5 separate regions of the Mus musculus genome follow, and all the other regions are linked to region 3. Evidence: chromatin contacts called from public ChIA-PET, HiChIP or PLAC-seq and promoter capture Hi-C data. All regions are on one chromosome and are shown on one strand. The core of a region is the stretch at or near the end of the contact, and the rest is flanking DNA. Distances in the headings are between cores, read along the strand shown.

Region 1 (2,700 bases), core at 98-2,597, 280 kb before region 3:
TTACAGATACAAAAGGAAATGTTATCTCAAGCTGTTTCAAGATACTGACTAACCCCTCTTACCTGTCCACTTCGTTTTTTAGGTGCAAGTGTTGAGAATGGTGTCAGAATGCACCTAATTCATAGTGCGTGGTAGACATCAGCATTGTGCAAACCCTCTGCGTCACCTGACTTCTGAAGCTGTGCATTTAAAAAAACCTCTACTGTTGGCTTCTCTGACTACCCTAAGATGTTAGTCCTTGAATTGCCTGTGGAGATTACCTGTTCTATGCCAGGAATGGAGCTGGCATTTCCTTAATGAGCAGTTACTTTGAAAGCGGCAGCCTTAGCTGGCAACCAGATGCAAACACTCAATTTGATGAACTAATAGACTTCCTTAAACTCCCTCTGCAGTAGAAGAGAGGCCTAGACAGTCTGTTGATTCGTTACTCACATAGATATACAATGGCTACACACTGCCTTAATGTGTGCCCATCCTGGAGATTCCTAACCTAGCCGCTCAGGAATCTGTCAGAACACACACAGCAGTGCACAAGAACCCTGGCCTTAGAGTCTAGATGCCTCTGCTCTTCCAACTGTACAGAGAAATGATCTGCCAGTCCCTTAAGCTTTCTTGGTTCAAGTTCTGAGGCTTGTTAGATGATTTCTGAGACTGATTCCCAGGGCTGTTTCCAGGTGCCAAATGTAGGCTTTCTTTCTCCCCCTCCCTCCTGTGTGTGTGTGTGTGTGTCTGTCTGTCTGTCTATCTGTCTCTCCAGTGGTTTTCTTTTGTTAAAATATAAAGATAGGCCGCTTGGACAAAGTGAGGTTCCTTTACAGCTCAATTTCATCCCTTTTTTCCTACAAGGCTTTAAGAGATGGAGGGAGAGAATATAGTTCAGTCCTCTTAATTGCAAATTCATTCTGAGATTGTTTCCTAGACAGATCGCTCTAAGTCTCACTCGCCATACAAAAAGTTAAAGGTGAATGCAAGTCCAGTAATCTGGGTACATTGACAGGTACCCAACTGAGTGTGATGATGTATTGCTAACCAAGGACTGAGTGATCTCTGTGTAATTAAGTGTGCTCCTATGTGGCTGAAATATGGGAGCGGCATGTCAGCACTGAGTGAAGGTAAGATTGTTTGGTCTCTGTGGCATGGAGAATTTCATGTGCCTGCGTGGGTGCAGGCTTTCTTTTTCTTTTTTTTAAAAAAATAAACCACTTTAGATCGTGTCGCCTCCCCTCACTTCTGTGATTGATTTTGCGAGGCTAATGGTGCGTAAAAGCACTGGTGAGATCTGGGGGCGCCTCCTTGGCTGACGTCAGAGAGAGAGTTTAAAAAGGGGAGACCGTGGAGAGCTCCATAGCGGCTGAAGGAGACGCTACCGAAGCCGTCGCTGCTGCCTGAGGACCTGCGACTAGACTGACCCACCGCGCTCCAGCTTGGCTGCCTGAGGCAAGGAAGATGCTGTCCTGCCGTCTCCAGTGCGCCCTGGCTGCGCTCTGCATCGTCCTGGCTTTGGGCGGTGTCACCGGCGCGCCCTCGGACCCCAGACTCCGTCAGTTTCTGCAGAAGTCTCTGGCGGCTGCCACCGGGAAACAGGTAAGGACTGTCCCCCTTACGAATCCCCCAGCCTTCCTGCTGCAGCCCCTGCGACAGGTGTTTAGCGGGCGCTTCTCAGAGTCGCTCAGCCCCTAAGCTCCCAGGGAAACTTTTGAAGTTAGGGTCCCCTCTTACTCTTTTCAGAATTGATCAGCGCAGGTGGTCACCTTGCAGGTAAGTTCCTCCCTGGCTTTCAAGAAAATTCAGAAAGCAGGTAGGAGAGACTGGGCTCTATCCCTGGTGCTGGCAAGAGGGTTGCTGACCCCGGTGCTGAAACGCAATGTTTGTTCACAAAACGATTCTGGGGCAAGAGGCTCTTCAGTTTATGGGAAGGTTTGCTTTTACCTTTCAAAAAATCTGGCAAGAACTCAGCTCCACTTCATATCTCATCACAGGAAAATGGAGCTGCGCAAACTATTGGCATTCTATGTAGTTATAAACGACTTCTTAATCATCTGTGATTTCTCTGTGTTTTAAGGCAGAGCACTTTCTGAAAGACTTGCGTTTGGGGAAGCTTTTTTTCTCCTGCATAATCTAATGAATACATACAGCAATCACCCATATGATTGTGAAAACTGGGTTTTGAGTGATTAAATCTTACTTTCAAACCACATTTTCCCCCCTCTCCCATTCCTCCCTTTTGTTCTTCTCACTGCCCTATCCAGGAACTGGCCAAGTACTTCTTGGCAGAGCTGCTGTCCGAGCCCAACCAGACAGAGAATGATGCCCTGGAGCCCGAGGATTTGCCCCAGGCAGCTGAGCAGGACGAGATGAGGCTGGAGCTGCAGAGGTCTGCCAACTCGAACCCAGCAATGGCACCCCGGGAACGCAAAGCTGGCTGCAAGAACTTCTTCTGGAAGACATTCACATCCTGTTAGCTTTAATATTGTTGTCCTAGCCAGACCTCTGATCCCTCTCCCCCAAACCCCATATCTCTTCCTTAACTCCTGGCCCCCGATGCTCAACTTGACCCTGCATTAGAAATTGAAGACTGTAAATACAAAATAAAATTATGGTGAGATTATGAAGAGCAAGCGTTTGACTTCTTATTGAGTAAATTGTTTTGTTCAGAAATACATGATGAGCATGGGTTGTGGTTTCCGTAAACATATTTTA
Region 2 (2,700 bases), core at 130-2,629, 480 kb after region 3:
AGCAGAAACATTATGTCCACTAACCACAGACCTTATAAATACATAGTCCCAGACACCAGAGATTCTGACCTTGTAGGTCTGTTTTGGGACTGAAAGTGTACTTCTGCCAAACCCTGCACAGGCTTCTGATGAAATGCAGCCTTTTAGAATTTTGGTTCTAGAAAATGAGCACAATTAGACAAATTCTACTTCTGGTGGAAACAATGACATTTCATCCACTGTAGGGCAAAGGTTAGTTGAACCCCCTGAGGGCTCAGGGGTTCTATCCAGGAAGGGTGACTATCTTTCACTCCTGTGGCTGGCAAGTTCAGCTCCCAGCAATGCAGTTACTGGAGCAGTCGTCGCTGTTGGACTCGTGTGACAACCACCTCTGCTACCAAAGCTACACTAGGAACTTATTATGCTAACATGAGGACATCTAAGGGCAGAGGCTGGCTAAGAACTGAAAGATTCATTTGGACTAGTAAATCCTTCACAGGACAAGCTGTCTGCTGACAGTTGGTATATACTACAAAGCTTTCAAATTCTTTCTTTTTCGCTTGGTCCACCCCCCCCCCCCCCCAAGATGCTGGAACGCAAACTCCAGTCCTCTGGGAAAGCAGCAAGTCCTTTTAACTGATGAGTTTATCTCCTGCCCGATCACGAGGTTTTTGAGTGGGTCTCGGGAATTACAAAATGCCCATAGAAGATGGTCCTCCCTCCCTACAATAAGCTGATTTTACTGACTGTAAGACATCTGTCCCGGGCTGTGTGTGTTTAAGTATTCCGCTTGCGTGCAAGTACGTGCAGCACACGTATTCAGGGTCTGCAGCCCTGAAGGGAACGTTGGACCCCTGAACTGGAGTTCCAGTTGTGAGCCACCAGATGGCTATCAAAACCCCAAGTATCAAACCGAAGTCCTCCACAAAAGCAGTGAATGCTCTTAAACCGCTGAGCCTTCTCTCTAGCTTCACTTCTAAAAAGCAGTTTGCTCTGTGTCCTTGAATATCGGGGGCAGGGCAGTAGTTCGCACAGTGTCCCCTTCCGGCGAAGGGTCAAGTGAGCACGTCTTGGCCCTGACCTCCGGGCTGACGGACGATGGCAGCAAACCCAAGAAGCCACTGGCTTAATGAAAGCCTCTCCCAGCGTGGGCCCGCCCTAGGCCCGGTCCTTCGAGCAAAGCTTTCTCCTTAGGTCGGCTCCTCCCCGACCGCGCTCTGCAGTGTCTGCTGGGCCGAGGTCTGGCCGCGGAGTCTACACAGGATCACCTCCGCGGAACGCCCCAGATGCACCCAGAAGCCGAGCTTAGCCACCGCTAGCCAAAAAGGGAGCGCGTCACTGGCACCCGCGCGCCGGAAGTGACGTTATTGCGTGGCGCGCTCCCGCCATGCCTTTCGCCGCCGTTCTGTGGCGGGAACCGCGGTGCCAGGGGGACGGTGACGACTGTAAGTGATGGGTCTGAGTGTTCTCAGCCTTTTACAGGCTGGCGGGGACCGGGATGTGACCTCCGCCTTCCCTCTAGGCACAAAGTTAGGGGTCCTTTCAAGGGGAGCTGCCCCATAATGGTTTCTTTTTGTCTTATACCCAGGAGAAGAAGCCATGCAGGCATTTCTGAAAGGCACATCTGTCAGTGCCAAAGCACAACTGACCAAGGACCGGGGGACACCTGCCACTGCAGGAAGCAGTGGAGAAACCAAGAAAGTCAAACCAGTTCCTTGGGTGGAAAAATAGTAAGAACTGCTTGTACTTTTGTTGAAATAACTAATAAGTGCTAGTGGGGTTTTTTTTTTAATGTAAGGGGGACTTTGCTATATTTAGATCACACCTTTGAGGGGTAGGGGGACGCGGTATCACCCAATAATAAGTCTTAGTCCTTGGAGTGATACAGTAGTTGAATTTAATTCTTTAGTTATATAGATGACCTAAGATGTTTATAAAGTGTACAGTTTTAGAGCCCTACAGAAACGAAGAAAGCAATGTTTCTGTGAGCTGGCTATAAACACTTCCACTGAAATCTGACTTTTATCCTTGTATGTATATGGTGAAATTTGTTGGGATCTTGTTGTTGATGTTAAGTACCACTACATTGTCATTTGCTAGATGATACTAGAACCGTCAGCTACGTGGAACCTCTTTGATCACTAAGGATCTTCAGGTTATTTACAAGTCAAACAAGGTCCTCGTGTGTGTTATTTTGCTGTTTCAATATTATTGAGAAGTTCAAATATGAGTACTTCATCTATATCACCCCTCTTCCTGCCCCCAACTCATCCCATAGCCGTCCCCGCAGCAAAGCAAGTGGTGGTCCCATTCAGATCATCGGGCTTTGAAAGCTCGCACTTACCTGTTGGGAATCTCGCTAACCTTAATCTAGGCAAGCACTCTACCACTGTTCTATACTCCGGCCCATAGATCTATAGTTTTCACATGTTTAAAATTTATCGTTGAGGAAGGAGGATGCATGCCATCACAAGCATGCTTCGACTCCCAGGTGGAGTAAGTTCTTAGCTGCCCTGTGTATTCCGTGTGTCAAACTTGGATCATCAGACTTGGCAGTAAGTGCCTTTGCCTGCTGAGCCATCTTACCACTCCAAAACTACCTACCTACCTACCTATCTATCTATCTATGTGTGTATATGTATGCATGTGTGTGTATGTATGTGTGTGTATATATATATATGTATATGTATATATATATATATATATATATATATATATATA
Region 3 (2,795 bases), core at 59-2,558:
AGCATGTTTTCCTCCATGACACCCGCCTTCTCTACTCGTCCTGTCTCTGCTGTGTGGCTGTCTAGCACCACACAGCTCCACAGAAACTGAAATCCTAGGGTATTGCCCACTCTGGGGCTTTTCTTTTAAACTCTAATAAACTGCCCTCAAACTTCCATCTGAGTCCCCATTCTAAAATCCTTTTAGCGAGGAGATTAAGGACCCAAAGAAGGAACCTGCTTTCCCTGGTATCATCTGCAATTACAGTCAAGTATGCCAACATTTCTGATAACATGCAGATCTTGTCTCATCCTTTCCATGAATTATAACACTGTTAGATGGGAGGCAGAGACAGACTATGAACAGTGGCATCCCCAAATTGTAGATAAATCCATTTTTCCATTTTAAGAGTTTTATTATGTTTTCTCTTGATAAGAGGGCTGAGCAGCTGGATACAATGCCACGTCTTTTTTTGGCTGGGGATCCAGCAACAGAGAGCAGGAGGGAAGACTTTGTAGGAACTTGGAGTCATTCTTCAAGGACTCCTGAAATGCTTTTGTAAGGAGACCTGGCAGGGCAAGCAGTTTTTAAGTTAAACAAGATGGAGCACGCCTTTACTCTCAGTCCTCAGGAGGCAGAGGCTGGTGGATCTCTGAGTTCGACAGCCTGGTCCACAGAGTGAGTTTCAGGACAGGCAGGGCCACACAGAGAAACCTGTCTCAGAAAAAGAAAGAGAGAGAGAGAGAGAGAGGGGGGGGGGAAGGGGGAAGGAAAGAAAGAGAGAGAGAGAGATAGAGAGAAAGAAAGAAAGAAAGAAAGAAAGAAAGAAAGAAAGAAAGAAAGAAAGAAAGAAAGAAAGAAAGAAAGAAAGAAAGAAAGAAAGAAAGAAAGAAAGAAAGAAAGAAAGAAAGAAAACCAGCATGGGGACATGGAGTACAAGCGACCCTAACCATCTTAGCCTAGTGATCACAAAAGACTGGGAAAATCTAGTTAGCCACACCTGTTCTTTCTAACAAGTATTAGAGGCTGCATCAGCACAGTTAAGCCTCTGCACGTAGTGGGGTCTTTAAGGGGACCAGCTGCCCAGACTCCACTCACCTGCCAAGCACTGTCTGCTGGTGCTGCCTCCATCCCAGGGCTGCACCATCTGGTACAATGTTCTTATCCAAATGCAGGCTCCACTTGGCCCCGGGCTTCTCCTCCTGCATCAGTTCTTGAAATGTCTGCTCCCAAGTACTGAAGTCATCGGGGAACAGCATTCTCAGAGGTGTGGAAGCTGAGGCCCCGGGTTACTCAGCAGCTCACTGTCTTCCTCAAATCTGGGAGAGAGGAAACAAAGAACAGTTTCAGTTTCCCGGTTCTTTCAGTTTCCATTTCCCGGTCTGTCTTTAAGTTTCGGTTTCCAAGGTGCACAGAAACCTTAGGGCAGCAAATCGCCGCTGCCACTGTGTTAAAGGGCCGTGCTGAAACTGCGGAGTTCTGGTTTGCATTCTAGCGGCTCCTGTGTGGGAAGCTTTTCATTTTGTTTTCTTATAATTTTTACTGTAAACAACGCACCAGTGTGGGGATTGAAATAAAGGAGTGCTTAGTGACTGAGAAAAGGCGCCTGCCCCAGTAGATGCTGGTGGCCCGGAGATCTCAGAACTGTAAGAGGTTGTGTTCCTAATCACCTAGTGACCCTGAAAAAAATCCGCACTGCAAATGTTCCTGGTGTTAAAACAGCACAACAAAATAAATATGAGTATTTTCTTTGAGACACTGAAAAACTTGTATTTTTTTTGTGTTTGCAGCAAATAATTCAACTCCTTTCATCTCCTGCACCTTGGATGCAAATATATTAACATCTTCCCACCTAGTAAAACCTTTTATGCAAAGGCCCTGCTACATTCTGGGACCCTTAAGAGAGTTAAGTGGCTGACCCCATTCTGACTTCCTTTCTTCCTTCCCAAAGGTTCTTTTCACACCAGCTATTCCTTTTTTTTTAATTAATTAATTTATTTATTTTATTACATCCCAAATTCTGCCCCCCTCCCGGTCTTCCTCCCGTCCCAGAGTTCCTCCCACATTCTCCCTCCCCTTCTGAGAAGGAACCTCTGTTTCCCCCACCCACCTTGGTGCATCAAGTCTCTGCAGGATTAGATATATCCTCTCCCACTGAAATCAGACATGGTAGCCCTCTCCTACATATGTGGGGGGGGGGCGCTCCGACCAGCCTCTTTGGTTTACACTAGCTAATCTTTAAACTGTGATGTCAGACCCCAACCAATAGGAAGAAAGACACCATCTCCAACCACATGGAGGCTTCCTGTCCTGGTGTGTTCCCACTCCTGAGAAAACCCTCTTGACCAGGAGTAAGTTTGCCTTGTTCAGACACTAAAATGTGAGTCCTAGTCTCTTTTCTTGTCACACTGAAATTCTTTCTAACTCTGGTATCTTACAAGTGAGCCCACACATCAAGAGCTGGCAAACCTTGTAGCAAAGTTACAGGCAAGTAAGCAGAGGTCAAATTCGAACCTGGGTCTCTATGATTTCAACACCTGCTGTGTCTGCATCCACCTCACTGCCTGGAGAGAAGCCAAGGACACTTGTTATGGGGTGGCACAGGGTGCCAGAGCTAGGGAGACAGTAGTAAAACCTCGACCTGGCAGCCTGCGCTAGGAATTCCCCTACTGCCTGGGGAACTGTCTAAGAGACCAGGCTAAACAGAGGATTATTCCTGTGAGAGACATTTCAGAGAGACAGGCACAGTGACCCCATTGTCACAGGTGTTCTGCAGATTGTCCGAGTTAGGAGCTGCTACAAGGAGCTGTTTGTGG
Region 4 (2,700 bases), core at 96-2,595, 350 kb before region 3:
GATCACTTAATTCCAGAGTATGAACCAGGCCCTCAGAACATTTTCAGTTAAGTTTGAAAACTATAACATGAACAATGTAGAAAAAAATACCAAAAGGCATTAAAATGATTGCCAATAAATGATGATCGTAGGAATCCTGGGGCCTTGAGAAGGACATAGGTGGAATGACACATCACTCTCTCAGGACACTCACTATGTGGTGGCCAGCTTTGCTGAGCAGTTAAGCCAGAGATCAGTATCCTGAAGGTTTCAAGAGCCCCGGGCTTCTCCATGGAATGGCCTCATCTGTTTGGAAAGAGCTATCTTGCTCAATGTCACCATCTCTGAAGTTTGTCCAGGCTGCTGTATCAAAGTAAGACAATCTGAAGGGCTTCGTGCAAGTCCTGGAGGCTGGCTTTCTGAGACCAGATGCCAGCAGGGTGGATTCTCCTGAGTTGTGTGAGAGTCTGTTCCAAGCTTCACTTATAGCCTCTGATGGCTGTCTGACCATCTTTGATTCTCTTCTGGCTTATGAAAACATCGTCTTTGTCTCTCTCTTTTTCTCATGTGTACATGTGCACGTGCACACTCTCGTGTACATGTGTAACCAACCTCTTTATACCACACTAACCAAAAAGCTTCCGCAAAGGGTTAGTGCCTGGATTATATATGAGGTTCAAGCTGCTCAGTAGTGAGAAACAATTAGAGTCAAAATCGATGCAGGAGCTGGTGAGACAGCTCAGTGAGTGAAGGCATTTGCCACACGAGCCTGGCGACCTGAGTTTCATCCCAGGAATTAATTTAAAGATGAAGGGAGAGAACCCAGTCCACAGAGCTGTGCTCTGATCGTTACAGGCACACTGTGGCCTATGTGCCTGCAAACACAGATATGCTGCTGCTGCTGCTGCTGCTGCTGCTGCTACTGCATGGATGATGGTGACAGTGGTGGTGGTGGTGATGGTGATATAAAAATGGTATAAATGGGCTGGAGAGAGATGGCTCAGCAGTTAAGAGCACTGACTGCTCTTCCAGAGGTCCTGAGTTCAATTTCCAGCAACCACATGATGGCACAGAGCTATCTGTAATGGGATCTGTTGCCCTCTTCTGGTTTGTCTGAAGATAGCTACAGAGTACTTATATAAATAAAACAAATGAATATATTTCTAAAAATTTTATAAACATGAATGGACATTTATCCAGACATTTAAATGGTCAAGGGAAATATGAAAGAAGCTCTCAGTTCTGTCACTCATCAGGGAAATGCAATTAGCATCACAGTGAGCTTTTACTTTACTAGAACAGTTGTTACCAAAGGGGCAAGTACTAGGAGAAAGGGGAACTCTACACACTATTCTTGGTAATGTAAATTAGTAATGCCATTATGGAAAGCAGTACGAAAGTTCCTCAAAAATTAGAAACACAAGTTAGCGGATGATCTGACATTCTGATGGCTAGAGATACTCATCCAGAGGGAACACAATGGTAGCCTAGCACCCCGTACCCAGTGCAGCACAAATCACAGAAAGGAAGAAGTAGAAACGACCTAGTATCTACCAACGCATGAATGGATAACGAAAACGTGGTATACAAAGGAGGGGCCTACTGTGTGCAGTTGAATGGCTTCTACAGAACCCGGAGCTCACGCTGTTAGGCAAGCGGGCCCAACAGGCACAATGTGACAAGATCTAGTCTCACAGACCCCGAGCATGTTTATGGGGGACTTTTGGTTAATTGAGGTGGGAGATCTGCCCTAAATGTGTTGGAACCATTTCATGAGACTGCTTTTCAAAAAAAGAGAATGATGTGTGGTGTTCTAGTGCCCACAACAATAACTATTATTAACAATATTGTATCAACTATTTCAAAAATTAGGTAAAAGAAAGTATGTTGCATAATTTTACTGTAAAGACATGATACACAAGATAGGGGACTTGTAGATTTGATTATTAAAAGCCTTTAATGGCAAAAGCACTCATATATCCAACAAATGTGCAGAACTATTATATAGAAGAAAAATTTAAGGCTAAGGGAAAACCATAATGAAAATCCAAGGGCACAACAGTCACGTTGGGTAATGCCTGTGGGTCTCAATGATCTTGTACTAATCAATATTTACTTCGATGTGACAGTGTTTAGACTCACCTAAGAGACAAACCTCTGGGCATGTTTGCGAGGAAATTTCTAGATTTGTTTAACAGAGGTGGGAATACCTACCCTAAATGTAATGACACCATTCCATGAACTGTGGTCTGATGCTGAAGGCCTGGGTTCAGTCCCTAGGAGCATCTCTCTCTCTCTCTCTCACACACACACACACAAGGAGAAAGTCAACTGGGCAACCAGCTCTCATATATCTTTATATCCTAGCGGGATACAATATGGTTCGATACCTTATTCTCCAGCCACCATGCCTTCACCACCTTGACAGTTTATACTCCCTTGAACTGTGACCTGAAATAAACTTACCTCTCTTTATCTTTCCTTTTGTTGAAGATTGGGTCACAGCAAGGAGAAAAGTAGCTACTACAGAATAGTGGTGTCAAGAAGTGGTCCTTGCTGTGACCGTGCTCAGCTCCTTTCTGTGCAGATGATGTTATCGCAAGCTTTCAATCCTGAACATAGAGAGAGCTTCAGGACATTTTGGTGTGGTCTGGTACAACTTTGTGACATCCTCATTTCTCCATCTCGGAACGGGAATGCTTACTCTGTGCATTCGTTATC
Region 5 (2,700 bases), core at 32-2,531, 380 kb after region 3:
TAGTTCAATTTGAGAACAAGAGGGCAGCCAGGAGAGCAGAGCAAAGTTATGAAGCGGGACAGGCTGAGAAGTGGGGGAAATGCTAAGTCCCTCTTCTCCACTAAAACAGAGAACTCTAGAAAGGTATAATGGAAGGGCGCAGTTTCCAATTTGAATTATTTTCTTTGTTTCACTCCGCCCTGCCTGAGGCTACTGCCTTTTAAGCCGACCGCAGAATCCTCTGGATGAAGGCCGAGCAGTTGGAAGACCCAAGGGGCTGAACTCTCAGACCTCAGCTTCCTGCCTGTAAAATTAAAAAGGTTCCCTAGCTGTCGCCTGGATTTTTTCAATAACAAAGGTACACGGTTGAAGGCTGTCCAGTTGTCTTCAGAGACAGGTTAGTCTCCACAGGGACTACTCGAGGTGCAGCATCAGATTGGTAAAATGCTGTCACTCCTGCACAGGTCGCCTAGGATCCGTTCACCGCCCCCTTCCTGTCCTCAACTTTTCCTCAGAGCTGACAAGCCCAGACCTCAATACGCTAAAAATCCGGCTGCGTGAGCAGAGTGAAAGTTAAGGGGAAAGCACAGCAAACAGTGGACCTACCTCTGCGAGCCTCCGATACGTCCCCGTCTAGACGAGGGGCCCCCGTTGGCCTTGTGTGGCCAGGGCCAGTGACACCTGAAATGTCTAGCCACAGGGAGCTCCCAGGCGAAGAGCAAGCAAAACCCAAGACCTCACTGGTGGATTTTGTTAAAATGAACTATTCTTTCAGCAAGCTAGGGAGGCGCTCGAGATTCCCCAACAGGGGCAGTCGCCAGTGCACGGGGACAATGGTGTGTCGGGCAGGGTCTATTTTAGAAGGGTACCCTACAGATCCTTAGTTCAGCCCACGACTCTTAAGAAAATCTCGAAGAAGAGATGAGGGCTTGTAGGTTTCACCTCCAAACCCGTGCCAATGGGTGAAGCATACGTGTGGGTGGGGTGGGGGCTTTTTGTCGGCTCTTTCTTGTTTGTATTTTCTTTTTCCTTTAAAAATCAACAGGTTTAGTCCGTCCCTTCACAGAGCACCGCTGCGAAAGGTCCCCACCTCTCCAGCAGTAGTAGGTGGCCTCCAAGCGCCGCACCCGTTGGTTTGGCTGGAACAATAACCTGACCAAAAGAGGTTCAGCCGGGGCACACGTGCGTTTGTTGTGGTGCCTGCGCTCCCCCTCTCCTTCCACCGGGCTTGTTTTCCTGCTCTGTTACCAAAGTGGGCAAGATCTAAAGAGACCCTCACTCCGCGAGTCAACGCCTTACACAATACAGACGCTGCAGTGTAGGTTCCTGCGTCCCCGCACACGTGGGTTTGTTATGGGTGCGCAGGCTGGCGTGCCGGGGGGTGGGGGTGGGGGTGGGGGATTAGGGAGGGGAGGCCAAGGCGGTCCCTCCCCTGGACCCGCGACAGACATCCCCAGCCCGGGGCGGCGGCTCCTACTCCCGCAGCTAGGGCTGCCTCTCAGCGCACCCCTGCACTCCTTCTTCAGACCCGTGCCGCCCGCCTCGCCCCTACTCACTTGCAGCTCTCTCAATCGGGAAGGCGGCTGCGGTCGCTGAGCCCACCGAGCGCTCGCACGGCGCGCAGTCCGATTCCCTTTGTTAGGGTCGGGCAGTGCCAGGGCGGCTCCCCAACCCAGGCTGGCGCTCAACTCCACTCCCCCAGGTGCCTCTGGATCTTGCCGGGCCGAGGGAGAAGAGCCCGGGACTCAAGCTCCGAGTGAGTCCCCTTGAGAACGGATCTTCTGGGAAGCAGAGAGGGAGCACAGATGAGGGTACAGAGGACCGGGAAGGAGGGAAGAAAAGCACGGCAGACCGGCGGGAGGACGCTTGGTCTCCGTTATGCAAATAGAGTCGTTAAAACTAGAAAAGTGCTCTATCACACCGGTCCCAAACCATCCTGGCCCTCTGGAGGTCGCTAGCGAGCAGGCTCAAGGTTAAAGGTGCCTGCTTAGGGCTCCCCGTAATGCAGGGAATCTTGCAGTCTGTCCACAAAGAGCAAGCCTTTGGGGCGGAGCAATGCGGCAGGCAAGGAAGCCCAAATGCTGCCTCCACCCCCACCCCCTGCGTGTCCCGATGGATTGGATTCAGTGTTATCTGGCGAAAACGTTCTTACCAGAGTGCTTGTCCTGGCTCTGCACAGGGTGATCCTGATCAAACAAGTCATTTAACCCCTGTGAAAACTCAAATTTTTATGTAGGACACATACATCTTAGACTGTAGTATTTAGAGTTTAACAAAAATCCCCCAACATTAAGTGTATCCTGTACACAGCCTTGTCAAACTTTTTTTTTTTTTTTTTTAGATGTTCTGGAGTCCTGCGACCTGGAACTCTCACAGTAGGTACGCAGGCAGGCAGGACCCGGTTACAAAGGTAAAGACAGCCGGGCACCTTCCTTCCACTGGGCTTAGGATACGGCTGCTGGAGAAGTCAGGAGGAAACATCTTGTTGAAGAAGCAGTCTGGCAGTCTGACCATCTCTGATTACCCACAGACCACTTCCGAAAGACTGAAAACTTTCCTCTGTAAGAGAACTGGAAGCCACCATCTGGCCGCTCCTTCGGTCCTTTCTATCCTAGAGAAGAGATTTGACTACTCTGAGGCAGTAATCACATCCCAAATATCCACCTCTGAGCTGGGAGAGGAATCAAATAGAGCTCCAAGAACGCAGAAAATTGCTGGTCT

What was found. ChIA-PET counts read pairs in DNA pulled down with a chosen protein or histone mark. HiChIP or PLAC-seq counts read pairs in DNA pulled down with a chosen protein or histone mark. Capture Hi-C pulls out chosen DNA fragments and counts their contacts.
Region 1: a promoter capture Hi-C map of pancreatic islet shows a contact between it and region 3, with 4 times the contacts expected there. The contact joins the promoter of Sst here to the promoter of Rtp4 in region 3. A contact is called at or near these places in 21 of 39 promoter capture datasets (the 3T3-L1 cell line, 3T3-L1-derived adipocytes, the C10 cell line and 13 more), 1 of 15 datasets of contacts at CTCF or cohesin (CD8 T cells), 8 of 484 Hi-C or Micro-C datasets (the C10 cell line, the N1E-115 cell line, bone marrow-derived macrophages and 3 more), 16 of 115 datasets of contacts at active chromatin or transcription factors (the SCID.adh cell line, SST interneurons, astrocytes and 12 more) and 4 of 9 other capture datasets (adipose tissue, liver, macrophages and 1 more).
Region 2: a contact with region 3 is called in a promoter capture Hi-C map of adipose tissue. The contact joins the promoter of Rfc4 here to the promoter of Rtp4 in region 3. A contact is called at or near these places in 1 of 39 promoter capture datasets (the 3T3-L1 cell line), 1 of 484 Hi-C or Micro-C datasets (pro-B cells) and 2 of 9 other capture datasets (adipose tissue and pancreatic islet).
Region 4: a contact with region 3 is called in an H3K4me3 HiChIP or PLAC-seq map of bone marrow-derived macrophages, with 3 times the contacts expected there. The contact joins the enhancer-like site here to the promoter of Rtp4 in region 3. A contact is called at or near these places in 2 of 39 promoter capture datasets (both in liver), 1 of 484 Hi-C or Micro-C datasets (nephron progenitors), 1 of 115 datasets of contacts at active chromatin or transcription factors (bone marrow-derived macrophages) and 2 of 9 other capture datasets (adipose tissue and macrophages).
Region 5: a contact with region 3 is called in an RNA polymerase II ChIA-PET map of memory CD8 T cells, with 26 read pairs. The contact joins the promoter of BC106179 here to the promoter of Rtp4 in region 3. A contact is called at or near these places in 1 of 115 datasets of contacts at active chromatin or transcription factors (memory CD8 T cells) and 1 of 9 other capture datasets (liver).

The regions. Positions count from the first base shown.
Region 1 is chr16:23,889,491-23,892,190 of GRCm38.p6, reverse strand. It overlaps Sst (somatostatin), which reads left to right and starts at 1,347. Exons shown (of 2, transcript NM_009215.1): 1 at 1,347-1,584; 2 at 2,250-2,610. The coding sequence starts at 1,447. The coding sequence ends at 2,462.
Region 2 is chr16:23,126,409-23,129,108 of GRCm38.p6, reverse strand. It overlaps Rfc4 (replication factor C (activator 1) 4), which reads left to right and starts at 1,379. Exons shown (of 11, transcript NM_145480.1): 1 at 1,379-1,424; 2 at 1,568-1,709. The coding sequence starts at 1,579.
Region 3 is chr16:23,608,432-23,611,226 of GRCm38.p6, reverse strand. It overlaps Rtp4 (receptor transporter protein 4), which reads right to left and starts at 1,308. Exons shown (of 2, transcript NM_023386.5): 1 at 1,078-1,308. The coding sequence starts at 1,238.
Region 4 is chr16:23,957,511-23,960,210 of GRCm38.p6, reverse strand. No RefSeq gene overlaps it. Among named protein-coding and RNA genes, the nearest start is that of Rtp2, 28 kb to the right of the region's middle. Within about 2 kb of position 1,345, at least 3 of the 459 cell types and tissues checked have an H3K27ac peak or open chromatin away from gene starts, as enhancers often do. A contact at or near this core is called in bone marrow-derived macrophages, where this site is marked.
Region 5 is chr16:23,224,065-23,226,764 of GRCm38.p6, reverse strand. BC106179 (cDNA sequence BC106179) reads left to right here and starts at 1,281. Exons shown (of 3, transcript NR_152126.1): 1 at 1,281-1,297; 2 at 2,321-2,700. It overlaps St6gal1 (beta galactoside alpha 2,6 sialyltransferase 1), which reads right to left and starts at 2,025. Exons shown (of 8, transcript NM_145933.4): 1 at 1,536-2,025.